Linked DNA regions of Mus musculus: regions 2 and 3 are each linked to region 1. Evidence: chromatin contacts called from public Hi-C and promoter capture Hi-C data. All regions are on one chromosome and are shown on one strand. The core of a region is the stretch at or near the end of the contact, and the rest is flanking DNA. Distances in the headings are between cores, read along the strand shown. Region 1 holds the start of Fbln5 (fibulin 5). Region 2 overlaps Rin3 (Ras and Rab interactor 3). Region 3 holds the start of Golga5 (golgi autoantigen, golgin subfamily a, 5).

Region 1 (5,018 bases), core at 1,776-4,275:
CTGTCTGTCTGTCTGTCTCCCTCTAGTATTTGAAAGAAGAACAAGCTTTCCCTCTGTAGCCCATGATGGCCTGAAATTCGAGGTATAGCCCAGGCACCAACTCTCAGCGGTCCTCTTGCTCAGCCTTCTAAATTCTGGGATTTTGGGTGTGAGCCACTGCACCCACATCCTCTTTTTATTTTTAAAAATAGCTTTTGGTGACCAGGAAATGCTGGAGCTAATGCCTTTTGATGTTATCAGATGTTTGACAGAATCTCTCACAGGCTGTGCACCAGATGACTAGATTTGGAAGGGCAAAGCTTGTAAGGTAGAAGGGTGTGGCCTGTCAGGGACTGCTGGGGAGTCGGGGATACAAGGAAGCTGAGATAAGAAGGTGGTGGTATTCAGAGTCCTGCACTGGCAGCAGCCCCAAGCTGTGGAGAAAGAGAAGGGGTGGGGCAATAAGACAGAGCACTGCCCTCGACTCTGGATCTCGACCTTTGACAGGTCACAAGGAGCTGATCATGGCAAATAAGTTGCCTCAGGCAGATGTAGGGTTCACATCTGGGGGCCACACTTGGTGCTCTTTTGATAACAGAATTTGTAAAGGAAGTGTTTGAATAACATATGAAAATGTAATAAGGACACATGTAAAACTCTGGATAGTTAAAAATAGCAGGTGGAGGAGCGCTGTCAGGCAGCTGGGTGGCACACTTTGGTAGGAAGGAAGCAGGAGGTGGATGCAGCCTGAGGAGAAGATAGACAAGGCTGCCTCCGGGTCATGTGATGATCAGCTGAAAGAACTCAGGCTGCGGGCTGGGGATGTAGCTCAGTGGTAGAGCTCTTCCCTAGCATGTTCAAGCAATCACTTACACACTGAGGATAAAGTGGAGGCTGGACACCAAAGTCAGTAGCGGGCCCGTTCTTATACACCCACGACACTGTTAACTTATAAACTGTGTGCAGGGAGAGATTAACAACACTAATGCACTAACAGCATGCTTCACAGATAGCTCCATAACCCATTTCTCTTTATTACTGATTAATCATTCCATTCGCTTACATCTCAAATGATATCCCACTTCCCGGCTACCCCTCCACAAGTCCCCCATCCCTCAACCTCCCTCTTCTCCCTCCCTTTGCCTCTATGAGGGTGCTCCCCCCATCCTCTCCCTCCTCACCCCTCCAGCATCCCCCTACACTGGGGCATCAAACATCCACAGGACAAGGACCTCCCTTCCCATTGATGCCAGATAGGACAATCCTCCGCTACCTATGTATCTGGAGCCACGGATCCCTCTCTGTACACTCCTTGGTTGGTGGTTTAGTCCCTGAGAGCACTGGGTGGTCCAGCCAGCTGATGTTGTTCTTCCTATGGGGTTGCAATCCCCCTTAGCTCCTCCAGTCCTTCCCACCTGGGTACCTGATGTACAACACACTTAAGGTTTGATTGATGTTCAACCCACTTAACGTCTTGTACTTTTACAAAGTTCTAGACATTTATTTATTTATTTCTATTTTTAAAGGTTTTTTTTGAAGTTTTAATTTTATGTATATGGGTATTTTGCCTGCATGTATGTCAGAAGAGGGAATCAGGTCCCCTAGAACTGAAGTCATCAGCAGGTTTGAGCCACCTTGTGGGTGCTGGGAATTTGAACCCAGGTCCTCAGCAAGAGCAGCCAATGCTCTTAGCCATCTCTCCAGCCCCTACAATCATAGTTTTTATATTAATCTAATAAAATTGGTCTATGTGACTACCAAGATTCTATTAGAACTATAAAGTATATTAGAAAGCCTGCAATATCAGTGTGTGAGGAGCCTCTTCAGCATTTTAAAACATGTTATAGCACAACATCATGAAACTCAAGTCTATGTTCCTTACTGTACGAAGTGCCTTGGCCAGAAATTACATCAGGTACTTGAGAGGTTCTTTTGTACTCCCTCCCAGTCACTGCCGACTTTGAGCTTTAGACAGAGCAGCAGGCCAGGGTGCACACTTAGAGGTCTAGCTATTTTGATGGGTTACTCTCATTTATTTCCCAATCTGAAATTCTCTTTATTTCGCCCCTTTAGTGCAGAACTGGTGGACTTGAAGGGTTTTTATAATCCTAGCTACTAGAACAATGGACGGGAGGTACTATCTCATGAAGGAGATGAACCTAAATGTAGTTTATTCTTAGCCATTTCATACGCCCATAGTAAATAAATCAGGTCAGTTGACCTCTGAGCTTCAGCGGAATCAACAGCAGTCTGGCTGCTCTAGTTCAGTCTAACGAGATTTTAGAGTAAGAGTCCGTTTCCTTAAAACAGTGTTAGAAAAGAATAGGATGTAGGCTTCAGAGACTCGCTGGCATCTCTGAGAGCCATGAGGCAGTGGGGAAGTCACTCGACCCCTTTTATTCCCACCTCCAAGGAAACTGAACCAGTTTCTACTGTACAGAGGCATATGGGGGGGGGGGGGACTCTGCCCCTTTGCTTTCTGAACTGTAGGTCGGGCAGTTGAGGGTCCAAGAGAAGGTTCAGGCAAGGAAGGTCTTGCGGTGTAGCAGTCTGGTCGTCGTGTCTTTTGGAGAGCAGTGTCTTTGGCACTTTTGCACTTGATAGAGGGTTCCAGAGCTATGAAACGAAAGGGAGTGGGGCGGGGCTTCCAGGGCCCAAGTGTAGCCCACCATTCTTTAGGCTTTTCGCTGTTGACTTTTACAAATCACCTTTCTACTTTGAAGGCCAGAAACAGCAACAGCAGCAGCAACAACAACAACAAGCTAAGGATAACGAGGTGAGGGCGGCCAAGGAGAGTTCTCAGCCATTGCTTGCTCTTCCTGGTCCGCCCTTACCCCCACATCCCAGCTTAGGGGTACCACGCTTGTTCCAGCCCGTGATTTAAGCCTCGGGTTCCCAATTGCTCACGCGTCTTTCGTCCGTGAAGCCGCCTTGGTGTGAGTTCAAGTTCGTGCTGCCACAGAGCCTGATGACACGCCCCCTCGCACGCGCCCCGCTCCGCCCTGGGGAGGCCGGGCGCCCCCCAGCCCCGCGCTCTGACGGGCTCCCCTCCCAGCGCCGAGCACTTGGCCCTGGCAGACGCCCCAAGATTGTTGTGAGGAGTCTAGCCAGTTGGTGAGCGCTGTAATCTGAACCAGCTGTGTCCAGACCGAGGCCCCATTTGCATTGTTTAACATACTTAGAAAATGAAGTGTTCATTTTTAACATTCCTCCTCCAATTGGCTTAATGCTGAATTACTGAAGGGGGTTAAGCGAAACCAGGTGCCGGCGGCGAGGGCTCTGCAGTGGCTCCCAGCACCCGGCACTGTCCCGGCCCTCCGCGCTGCCCGCTCGGCCCCTCCGGAACCAAGCCGCCCCAGTCCCACCGCAGAGCCTGCCTTCCTCGCGTCGCTTCTCCTCCCGCGCATCTTGGATATGCCAGGATTAAAAAGGTAGGTTGGAAGGCGCCAGGAACTGTCTCCAGGCTTGAGAAACCTAACTCCAGACCTGATGGGTGGAAAATAGCTATGGCTGAGATTCCGCCTGTGTCAGGGCACTGGAAAAGACTTTTAGCTAGTGATGCAATGACCCTGTTAATTACAAAAAGCTGCGCCCATCTCAAAGTCTTCGTTTGGGAGTGGGGATTTTTCTAACAGCGTCAGGAGTCAGCATCTCGAGAGAGGCAGCAGACAACCTCTCTAGGTCATTTCTCTTTCTTTTTGGAAAGGGCAGCAACGTTGTGCGCAGTTTATAAACTATCACACTACATGTTTTTTAAATTTGGGAGACTGCTGACTACGGCACCAGCAATTGCTTTGCTGCAACGGCTGTGAGACAAGCAGAAGTCTCCGAACACTTCTGTCTGCGTTTGCTCTATGTGTGTGATTTACAGAGGGAATGGGACCTAGAAGTTTCGAGCCAATGCACAGTGGACTCTGCAGACAGAGACGCATGTAAGCAAATGTTTTGCTGTTCTTTGCGGAAATTGCAATTCCAGTCAAGTAATCCTTGAGCCTTGAGGAAGTTTAAGGATGACATCTGTTCTCCCTTTCTCCAGTGTCTCTTGAAAATATAGCTGCCCTGCATAGATCTACACACTTTCTCTGTGTGTGTTTGCATGTGGGAGGGGTGCATGCATGCGAATACAAACCGAGCCTCATTATGGTAAGCCATAGTTAATATTACCATCCCACATCTCTGACCAGCAATGTCTGTCACTGACAGACAGTTGGAGGGTCTGTCCTCCTCCTCCTCCTCCTCCTCCTCCTCCTCCTCCTCCTCCTCCTCCTCTTTTGGATGGTGGACCCAGATTCAAAAGAAAAGGGTTGAGACAGTTTCTCCTCCCCAGTATTAATTATACTTCAATTTTGGTATGATTTCTTTCTGGAAAGCTTCTCTGTTAGCCTAGAGATTATTTGGCCCCCAGGACCCAGCCATAGCTCTTCCAGGAGGCTGGGCTTGGAGCTGGCCAGCCCTGGTCTGGCTTTCGCCAAAAGGAATGGGGAGTGGGGTAGGGGGAGAAGCCGGTAGGGTTAGCATGCCTTTTCCAGTCTCTCTCAAACTGTACTGCATACAGTCAAGCTGCTCTGTCTCCAACATAAACGAGACGGGATTTTATAACCACCTGAAAGGAAACTTCATGAGAAGAAACAGGAAAACATTGAAATTCATAATCTACAGACTGGAAAATAAATTTGTTATTGTTCTCTTATTCCTTCCAGATATAAAGTCTGGCTCTTGCAAATATAAAAAAAAGCCCAGGGATTTGGCTCTGCACTTTATAAGGTCAGAGCTGTCTCCAGTGTTGGAGAACCTGGCTCACATAGGCAGTTAGATGAAATGGAAACCTGTCTACTCAGGATTGGATCTGGGACTCCGTGAAGGAAGTGGGTTTGCATCTTCCAGTACCACATCGGGCTCAGTTTTGCCTGGGTGCCTGGGTGCTACCTTCCCTCTGTGTCCTCTACATACCTACTGCTATTTCTCCTGCGCTGTGGGTCAGGGATGTGAATGAGCTTGGAATTTCTTGAGCACTCATTCTGAAAAGGCCCTGGGGACTA
Region 2 (4,579 bases), core at 1,269-3,768, 570 kb before region 1:
GGTGGTCAGATAGTAGGAACCTGTGGGGTCAAGGACACTGTCTGAACGAGAAAGGTCTGGATCCACCACATTGGGAGGAGAGCTGGTCTCAAAGTGTGCGGCTCTGCCCATTGCTTCCAACATGCCCCTCCCTTCATAGCCACCAGGGGGCGTCCACGCTCTACAACCTGCTTCAAAGGCTTCACTTCACCGCACTGGGGCTTCAGCCATTGGCACTGTATAGAAACAGCTTAGCTCACATCTTTCCTTAGCCCACTTCAAGAAGGTATTGTGTGGAATATTCCATATATAACATATATAATTATATATGACTATTTTAATATTATAATAAATTAGAAATGTTATTTATAATTACATATAATTATATGATTATATAATATAAAAATACAGAATATATATATATATATATTTGTGGGCACACTCAACTTGCAGAAGTCAGTTTATATATATATATATATATAATTATTTTTAGACAGGGTTTCACTACTTAGCCCTGGCCTGAAATTCATAATAAAGACCAGGCTAGCCTTAAACTCCTAGAGATCCACCAGCCTCTGCCTTCTGAGTGCTGGGATTAAAGGTATGGTTGGTTTACCACACCTGGCTAAGGATACTTATTCAATGTGGCCAGACTGGGAAGAGGACAAGAAACCCAGCAATTCCAACAAGTCTGTCATCCAAGCTCGGTACTCTTACAATGATGTCTGAAATGTAAAATGCGATTTTTAAGTGTTTTAAAATATATAGGATACGTAAGAAACCGAGAGACATGGATGCCTGGGTGTGTGTGGAGGAGGCGCTGGGAGCCCACCTTCTCACTGTAGTAAACACTGTTTTAACAGGAAGAGCACCGTGAGTGTATTACCTATCATAAAAACAATTTCCAAGGATGCACAGGAAATTTTAGTTATCACATGAAGTTTTTAGGGATTAAAATAGTAAAAATATTTGATGCTATGCAGCCATAATATCAGCAGCACTCAGGAGGCAGAGGCAGAGGCAGAGGCAGGCAGATCTCTGTGAGCTGGACGTCAACTTGGTCTACGTAGCAAATGCAAGGCCAGACATAGCTACAAAGCGAGATCCTGTCCATTAAAAAAAAAAGTATTACATTTAAATTTTTATTTTGTGTGCACATGTGTACATGTATTTGTGGGCACACTCAACTTGCAGAAGTCAGTTTCCCTTCCACCACAAGAGTCCCAGGAATTGAAATGAGGTCCCCAGACTTGGCGGCAACTGCCTGCCTTTACCCACTAAAATATTGGCCCACCAAATTCTCTTCTTTAAAAATAATCTTAATCTTTAAGGTTTCCCTGAAGTAATTGAGGCTTTAAGGTATTTGAAGCTGCAGCAGCCATGGAATTTTAAGTTCAAAGACAATGCTTTGCTGGGATGTTTATCTGGCCATCAACTTGTTAGGACTTCAGAACCTTGCTGACATCTTTCACTTTTTAAATTTTTTGGTAGCTTTTATTTTTAAATTTATTTGTTTTATGTATATGAGCATGTGTCTTCAGACACTCCAGAAGAGGGCATGGGATCCCATGACAGATGGTTGTGAGCCACCATGTGGTTGCTGGGAATTGAACTCAGGACCTCTGGAAGAGCAGTCAGTGCTCTTAACCACTGCGCCATCTCTGCAGCCTGAGAGATCCTTCACTTTGAATGCAGTGGTTCTCAACTTTCTTAACTCTGTGACTCTCTAATACGGTTCCTCATGTTGTACTGACCAACCCCCTCCCCAGTCATAGAATTATTTTCCTCACTTCTTTATAACTATAATTTTGTTACTGCTATGAATCATAATGTAAATATGTAGTACATCTAATATGCAACCAACCCACAAAAACCAACCCATGTAATATGCAATCGACTCACAGGTTGATAACTGCTGCTTTCTTTAAAGGGAAGAAATTGAATCATAGAAGAAGAGGGTGATATGGCCAGGATCACACGGTACCGCCCCTGCCCTTAGCATCCTTTCTCCCAGTCCCTAGCTTTTCTGATATTCTCTAGCCTGCTTTTCCTGGCTATTAAGGCCAAGCCAATGGTCTTGGACATGAGGCTGATTCTGCCTGGGACCCACCCCAATTCATCTTCCCATCCTAACTATGGGAGATCTACTGGTATCTGAACTGGCCCTGGATGAAAATGAAAATGCTCGCTTCCAGACTCCTTAAGCTTGGCTGAGCAGGCACAGCCCTGAGTCCGCCGCTGTGGCAGGGAGAGCAGGGCAGGGTTAGGGGTGCTCTGATTCTGAGTCCTGGAGATGAATGAGCATATTGAAAAGTCACTTGCCTTTCTATGTCATGCATGTAAGGGGCGGGGCTTAGTTACGCTTGGGTCACACAACTATATGAGGGCAGACAATAGTTCTGGGAGCTTCTGGTTCTCTCTGAGGCACTAGGGAGGAACTCCAAGCCCTGTTGGGTGCTCTCATAGCCCTTCAAGTCCTATACACCCCATATGGCCCTTCTAGCCCTCTTTGATGGAGACCATGTAGTACCGACTATGAGCACTAGGTGACAGGCGACACCACTATGAGTTTTGCAGACATTTCCCATGTGGTGGATTGCTTGGTAAATAAATCCATTGGTGAGATTAGCTGGGCACAGGTTAGGGAGGGCACATGGGCAAAAGGTCTATGAAGACACGTGTGGGAGATGTTTGGATTCTTGGTTGGCTCTAGCCAGGTTATTTCCCTGAGATGGGGTGGGTATAAGAAGGGGGTCACATCAGGCCTCCAAGCTGCTTACAGGAAGGCCCTCATCTCTCCTGCCACAAATGCCTACTGGGAAAAATCACAGGAACCAGCTATCAGATCTGGGATAAATCATACTCCATCCTAGGCAGGAGGGGTCACGCGAACGCATAGGAGACAGTGTTTCCATAGGTGGAGAGAGATCCAGTGCAGACACGGGCACAGTGCCTTGTTTCCCAGGACTTGGGTAGACACTGTCTCAGGGTGGGTGTCACACTTTCAGCAGTGCTGGCTAGAGATCCCTGCCAATTTCTTTGGTGTCTGGGTGCTTCCATGGGCATGGTGAAACCCAAGAAAAGCCTTGAGGAGACAGAGGTCCCAAATGTGAGAGTGAGGTGTTTGTTGATTCTCACAAGACTCCCAGACTTCTGGCATGGATGGTTCAATGAGTGCATGGGTTGGTGGATGGAGATGTGGGGGATGGAGATGTGGGGGATGACAGAGTGTGTATGGATGAGTTGAAGAGTGGGTAGGTAAGTTTATGGATGGATGGACTGGTGAGGAAATGGATGGATGGGCTGGCCAATGGAGGATGGATGGAGAGATGGGTAGATAGATAAATGAATTGGTGGGTAGATAGGTAGATAGGCTGATATAGATGCGGATGGGTGGATGGATGGATGGATGGATGGATAGATGGATGATGGATGGATGGATGGATGGATGGATGGATGATGGATGGATAGATGGATGGATGGATGGATGGGTGGATGGATGGATGGATGGATAGATGGATGGATGGGTGGGTGGATGGATGGATAGATGGATGGATGGATGGATGGATGGATGGGTGGGTGGATGGATGGATGGATGGATAGATGGATGGACAGATGGATGGAAAAGTGGGTAGATGGATGAGTAGGTAGGTAGATGAATGAATAGGTAGTTGATGGGTAGATGCGTGGGTAGACATGTGGATGGACAGATGGATGGTGGGTAGAAGGGTGGATGGACTGAGAAAAGCTTGCTTCTTCTGAATCCCCAGACTTCACAGGAAAACCAGGTGCTCCAATTGCAGGTAACATGTAACTAAAGAGCAAAAGGGGGTAGCTCCAGGTGCCACAGCCACAGCTCAGAGCTACAGACAATAGCAAAGCTCTCCCGCTTTCCCTGTTCCCCTGAGCTTAGAAGACCTCACTGAAGCACTTATGTCAGGCTTGCCACCTCCAGAGGTGGCAGATGCAAACGCATGCAAAGGGGGACAGCCACTCGAGAACCACAAAGCCCTAAGGGGACGCTTGTGCCTGGGAGACTGACTCCATTCTTCGAGGGTGGAAGCCCATAGGACATGCCACGGTTCCTCAGAGTCCATATGGGGCTTCTGTACCTCAAGTGATTCTTAGTGGAGGGGTGGCTGAGGCCCTAGCGGAGGAAGTGGTGGGTGGAGGGACGAGGAAGGGAAACTGAGACAGGCCGCAGCAAATCACACCCTTTCTTCATTCAACCAGGGAGCACAGAGCCCTCAACGCCTCAGTGACTTCTTCCTATGGACACAAGTCCTGGCCAGGGCTGAGTCCCAGGAGCCACCTTATCTATCTAAGAACAGATCTCTACTCGCCACACTCCCTGGAGACAATGTCTGCCATTTTTGCATCACTTGTCAAACCACTAACTTCTGCTGGGCCTCCAGGAAGAATACTATTCCTCCTCTTCTTTGTTTTTAATTAATATATTTAGTTTTACTGGTTTATTTTCGAATCAGGGTCTCACTCTGCATCCCTGGCTGGTCTAGAACTTAACTGTGTGGAACATGCTGGCCTCGAACTCACAGAGACCCACCTACTTCTGTTGTCGGAGTGCTGGAATTAAAGGTGT
Region 3 (4,832 bases), core at 1,896-4,395, 650 kb before region 1:
ACGTTCGCTGTGCCAGCTAGGATCGTGGCTTTCTGATGTCGGATGTTATCAGCAGCTGAGGAAATATAGTTAGCTTTCTGTCCGGTCTGGTAATTTGAATCTGTGTTTTGCTGCTGAAGTTCAGGATAGTCAGTATTTTTGCTATAAAAGATGTTGCTGGTATTCTCCTTTCTGAGAGCTGTTGCAGCCCCCTGATCCACTCGGTTTAAAAGATCTTCAGCCCTTCCAGCAAGATCAGCAAACCAAGACATGATGGTAGCAAAGCAATCCTACTGATGAACCTGTTTAAAAAAAAAAAAAAAGACACGATTTGATCACTGTCTTCTGGAAAGGTTTCTGGGTTAAAATCCTAACCTGGGGGCTGGTGAGATGGCTCAGTGGGTAAGAGCACCCGACTACTCTTTTTTTACTATTTTTTACAATTACTACTATTTTCCTTATTATTTCAACAAACATAGCAAAAACATGTTACAGACTGTGCTGTGTTCCCCAAAATTCACATACTGAACTCCAAACCCAAAGACTTCAGAACGTCACGTAATAGAAACAGGGTCTTTGGGCTACAGAAATGGCTCAGTGGTTAAGAGCACTGACTGCTGCTCTTCCAGAGGTTCTGAGTTCAAATCCCAGCAACCACATGGTGGCTCACAACCACCTGTAATGGGAATTCGATGCCCTCTTCTGGTATGTCTGAAGACAACAACAGTGTACTCATATACATAAAATAAATCTAAAAAAGAAAAAAGAAACACAGACTTTAAAGATGTAATTTAAACTGATGTCTATTATTAGAAGAGATATATACACAAATAGTCATAAAGAGAGACCATGTAAAAGCAGGAGAGAAGACAGCTAGCTCTAAGGCAAAAGGAAATCCTCAGAAGTCAGCCTTCAGACAGCTGAGCAGGTAAAAGCCCTAGCCCTGAAGCTTGACAGTCTGAATTCAAACCACAGAACCTACTGATGAATGAGGCAGAAGCCCCAAGAAAATTGTCCTCTGGTCACAAATATGCCCACATTTACAAGTGCACACACAACTAGTAAGTAAAATAATAATAATATAAACAAGTCAACCTAGCCAATACCTTTATTGTGGCCTTAGAACTGTGAGAAAAGTCAATTTCTACTGTTAATCCCTCTGGCCTATGATACTTTTTCATGGGTGTCATAACAAACTCATACAGGATTCAAACAGAAAAAAAAAAATGCTTGGCAAAATTCCAGCACAACCAAATAAAAAGCCTCTGAAATTTGTTTCAAAGGGCTGAACTTGGAAAAAAAAAAAAGAAAACAGAAAAACAAAACAAAACAAACCAAGAAACCCCACTTGATTATCACAAAGTTACTACTGTTAAAGTGAAGCACTCCTGCTAGGTGGTGGTGGCACAGGCCTTTATTCCCAGCACTTGGGAGGCAGAGGCAGGTGGATCTTTGAATTTGATGCTATCCCGGTCTACAGAGTGAGTTTCAGGACAGCCAGGGGATACAGAGGGAAATCCTATCTTGAAAAAACAGTAACAAACAAAACTAACAGTGAAGCACTCCTGTGATTTATGTATGCAGCATATATAGGTCTAAAGTAAATTTTCAGTAATTTAAATATTTAGTACCTACCATGTGCATGTCCAGCTGAGTTCAATTTTTTTTTTAAAAAAATGACTGTATAAATTATCTATTTAACCAACACATGGAAAAAACTTCCAGGTGCCAAAGTCAAGGCCACGAAGTAAAATTAACCTTTAAGCTGTAGAATGAAGTAAACTACAAAGTCAACAGTGTTGGTTGAATGTGGTCAGTGTCCCTTTGGCTTGGAACTATTAGATCTTGGGCTTTCTTCACTAAATTGGCATCAGAGTTGTCTTTCCTTCCCTTCTATGCTAGGTCTTTTTATTCTGTGTGCATGCCCTTCTTTTGCCTTACACTGCTTCAGGTTGTTGCAACTGTTGTTTTAAAACATGTCTCTCCCTGCTGGGGAAGGGGGAGTGGGTGGATACACACAATGCCTGGTTTGCTCAATGATAAATTCCAATTCTAGCCCACACACAGGCACTCCTAGAAACACTACTGAAGTAATTCATCCTTATATGTCAAGTGTTGTGCAAACACTATCACTAAAAATAATATAATATAAAAATAAAATAATAAAAATAATATAGTAACATAATGCTCAGCTACATTATATGGCAAACTGTAAAGTCCTTTAGAAACAAATAAAGATGGATATGGCTTAGAAAGATCCTGGAACTTCGATGGCACCTCAGACACTGGAATCTAGGTCAACCTAGAGGTAAACCCACCTTTTAACCTCTCCGCTCTAACCTCGTCGGAAGTTAACTGTTTCAACACACTCTTTAGGAAACCCATTTAAGTGTGTATTTCAATTTATGAGAAACCAAATGAAAAAGGAATGTAACATGCCTTCTGACTTATAAAACGTTACACAAGCTCGATGTAAAAATTAGTGATGAGCGAGAGAAAAGTAGCTCTCCTAATAAAAAAAAGCCTGAAGACAATTAATGTCTTGCCTCCCATCTGAAAGTTAACGGGGCTTTAAAACATATCTTTCACGTGGATCGTAGACACTAAACCTGAGCTCTTATCTCAGTGACAGACTCCAAGAGGGGACTTCCCGTGGTGCAAAGCCACCGGGAAGGTCAGATGTCACACAGAGGCGGGGGTCAGGGGTCAGGCCCGGCGGTGTGACCACGGGTCCCCGAGAGGCGAGAACACATCGTACTGGGTCCCCAGAGCAGAGTCGGGGTGGAGGGCGGGTCAGCCTCGGTATCCGGAGGCTACGGGGCTCTGGCATCCCCTTCCTTGTCCCTGAGCGAAGACGAGCACGACAGCGCTCGGGAAAGGCGGAGACCGGGTCCCGCAGGCCAAGCCGTCCCGCCCGCGGCCTGGTCGCGCCTCACCTGAGGACGCCGAGCGGCAGCACCGCGGCCTCGTCGCCCGCCCGGGCCGCCACAGCAGCCCGCTGCTCCCGGACCTGCCGGCTAGCTCTTCCGGGAGACGTGGAAGGGCGGCGAGGACCTCAAAACAGAGTGGCCAACGAGCTGCCTGAGTGGCCGGAAGCTGAGCGCCGCCGGCCGCCTAGCAGGTCACTCAGGCGGCGGCGCCGGCGGCCGCGGGGCCCTAGCGCCAGGCCACGCCCCCTTCCGTCTGCCGCCGAACCGGGTGCCGCGCCAGCGTGCGTGTGACGTAACGCCGCCGGCACGCGGCCTCCACAACATTGCGGAGCACGCCCACAACGGGGGGCAGGGTCCCGAGCACCACAGGGGCGGGCCCAAGCCAAACTGGGCGGGGCATGAGCCGGCCCAGGCCTCTGAGCTCCTCCTCCCTTTCAAAAGTTTTACACGTGAGGATTTCGAGGCAGAGACTGGAACTGTCTAATCCCTGGGCCTGTGGGATGGTTCAGTAAATAGAGTACATAGATAAATAGCCAGGACTAACGGCCTGAGTTCTGAGTTCTGAGTTCATTCACAAAGCACACACACACACACACACACACACACACACACACACAAATTAAAAATACAAGGGCTGTGGAACAACATTATGAACTAACAGTACCCCGGAGCTCTTGACTCTAGCTGCATATGTATCAAAAGATGGCCTAGTCGGCCATCACTGGAAAGAGAGGCCCATTGGACTTGCAAACTTTATATGCCCAGTACAAGGGAACGCCAGGGCCAAAAAGTGGGAGTGGGTGGGAGGGTATGGGGGACTTTTTGGGATAGCATTGGAAATGTAAATGAGAAAAATACCTAATTTTAAAAAAACTGGGAAAGGGGATAACATTTGAAATGTAAACAAAAAAAATATCCAATTAAAAAAAAAATACAAGGGCTGGAGAGGTGGCTCAGTGGTTAAGAGCACTGGCTGCTTGCTCTTCCAGAGGTCCTGAGGTCAATGGCTCACAACCAACTGTAATGGGATGGGATCTGGTGCCCTCTCCTGGTGTGCCTGAGGGCAGCTACAGTGTACTCATATAAATGAAATAAATCTTTAAAAGAAAAAAAGAATACAATTTAAAGGGATGGGGTGAAGAACTCGGGAAGGGGGGACCAGTAAGGGGGGCAACATTTGGAATGTAAATACATAAAATAGTATAAGAAAAAAAATAAAAGAATACAATTTTTTAAAAAGAACCTGCTTTCAAGTGACAGAGATGGATTTTGCCTAAACTAATGAATCAACAATAGTTCAGAGCCTTTTGTAAACCAAGAGAAACAGGGAGAAGTATCCCGAGGTAGGAAAATAAGTCAGTTTGTGAGGGTTCCTTGTAGAAAAGATAACTTGAACTGAGACTATTATTCAATAGTGCTATAGTTATATTTTGCATACAGCTCACAGACTTTTTGAAATGGGTTTTTAAAAAGAAAATCTGTGTTCAATAATTCACTGAAGGCTACATCTACTGGGTAAACAGGACCAGGCTAATTTCGCCAACTGAAAAGCCTATGGTAAATTCTCAAGTAAGTGCGTTTGGGCATTGAGGAAACTAAGACTCAGAGATGTTAAATAATCTGGTTCCAATATTATCTGTCCTTAAAAGGGAGGTGTCCATCTCACTCCAAAGTCTGTGCCCCTAGACTCAAATTTTTATTGTCTCTGCATTGAATATGGGGAATAACTACAAGCCATTTTCTTCCTATTAAGTCAGGTTTAATCCAACTCAGTAGTGAGACTAACTCCCAGCAGAAGCCGAAAATCACTGTTGCTGTGATCTTAGAGCCCTTCTTAAGTGGAGAACAGTTTCAGGATCCTTGAGCGGCTCCATTCTCACAATGCCGTAAGGAGTGTCTTGCTCTTATTGTGTGGTAACTGGC

What was found. Promoter capture Hi-C pulls out the DNA fragments that hold promoters and counts their contacts. Hi-C and Micro-C count contacts between places; a contact is called where the count stands out from the background.
Region 2: a contact with region 1 is called in a promoter capture Hi-C map of hippocampal neurons, with 2.5 times the contacts expected there. The contact joins the enhancer-like site here to the promoter of Fbln5 in region 1. A contact is called at or near these places in 1 of 39 promoter capture datasets (hippocampal neurons), 2 of 15 datasets of contacts at CTCF or cohesin (large pre-B cells and pro-B cells), 13 of 484 Hi-C or Micro-C datasets (the G1E-ER4 cell line, the HL-1 cell line, the P5424 cell line and 3 more) and 1 of 9 other capture datasets (embryonic stem cells).
Region 3: a Hi-C map of the HPC-7 cell line shows a contact between it and region 1, with 4 times the contacts expected there. The contact joins the promoter of Golga5 here to the promoter of Fbln5 in region 1. A contact is called at or near these places in 8 of 39 promoter capture datasets (the 3T3-L1 cell line, the C10 cell line, the HPC-7 cell line and 5 more), 5 of 484 Hi-C or Micro-C datasets (the C10 cell line, the HL-1 cell line, the HPC-7 cell line and 2 more), 1 of 115 datasets of contacts at active chromatin or transcription factors (embryonic stem cells) and 1 of 9 other capture datasets (adipose tissue).

The regions. Positions count from the first base shown.
Region 1 is chr12:101,817,126-101,822,143 of GRCm38.p6, reverse strand. Fbln5 (fibulin 5) reads left to right here and starts at 3,025. Exons shown (of 11, transcript NM_011812.4): 1 at 3,025-3,410. The coding sequence starts at 3,394.
Region 2 is chr12:102,382,995-102,387,573 of GRCm38.p6, reverse strand. It overlaps Rin3 (Ras and Rab interactor 3), which reads right to left. Exons shown (of 10, transcript NM_177620.4): 9 at 1-20. Among named protein-coding and RNA genes, the nearest start is that of Lgmn, 54 kb to the left of the region's middle. Within about 2 kb of position 2,518, at least 7 of the 459 cell types and tissues checked have an H3K27ac peak or open chromatin away from gene starts, as enhancers often do. A contact at or near this core is called in hippocampal neurons, where this site is marked.
Region 3 is chr12:102,467,447-102,472,278 of GRCm38.p6, reverse strand. Golga5 (golgi autoantigen, golgin subfamily a, 5) reads right to left here and starts at 3,145. Exons shown (of 13, transcript NM_001199004.1): 1 at 2,916-3,145; 2 at 1-281. The coding sequence starts at 251. It overlaps Gm30198 (a long non-coding RNA gene), which reads right to left. Exons shown (of 3, transcript XR_381856.1): 3 at 4,403-4,832.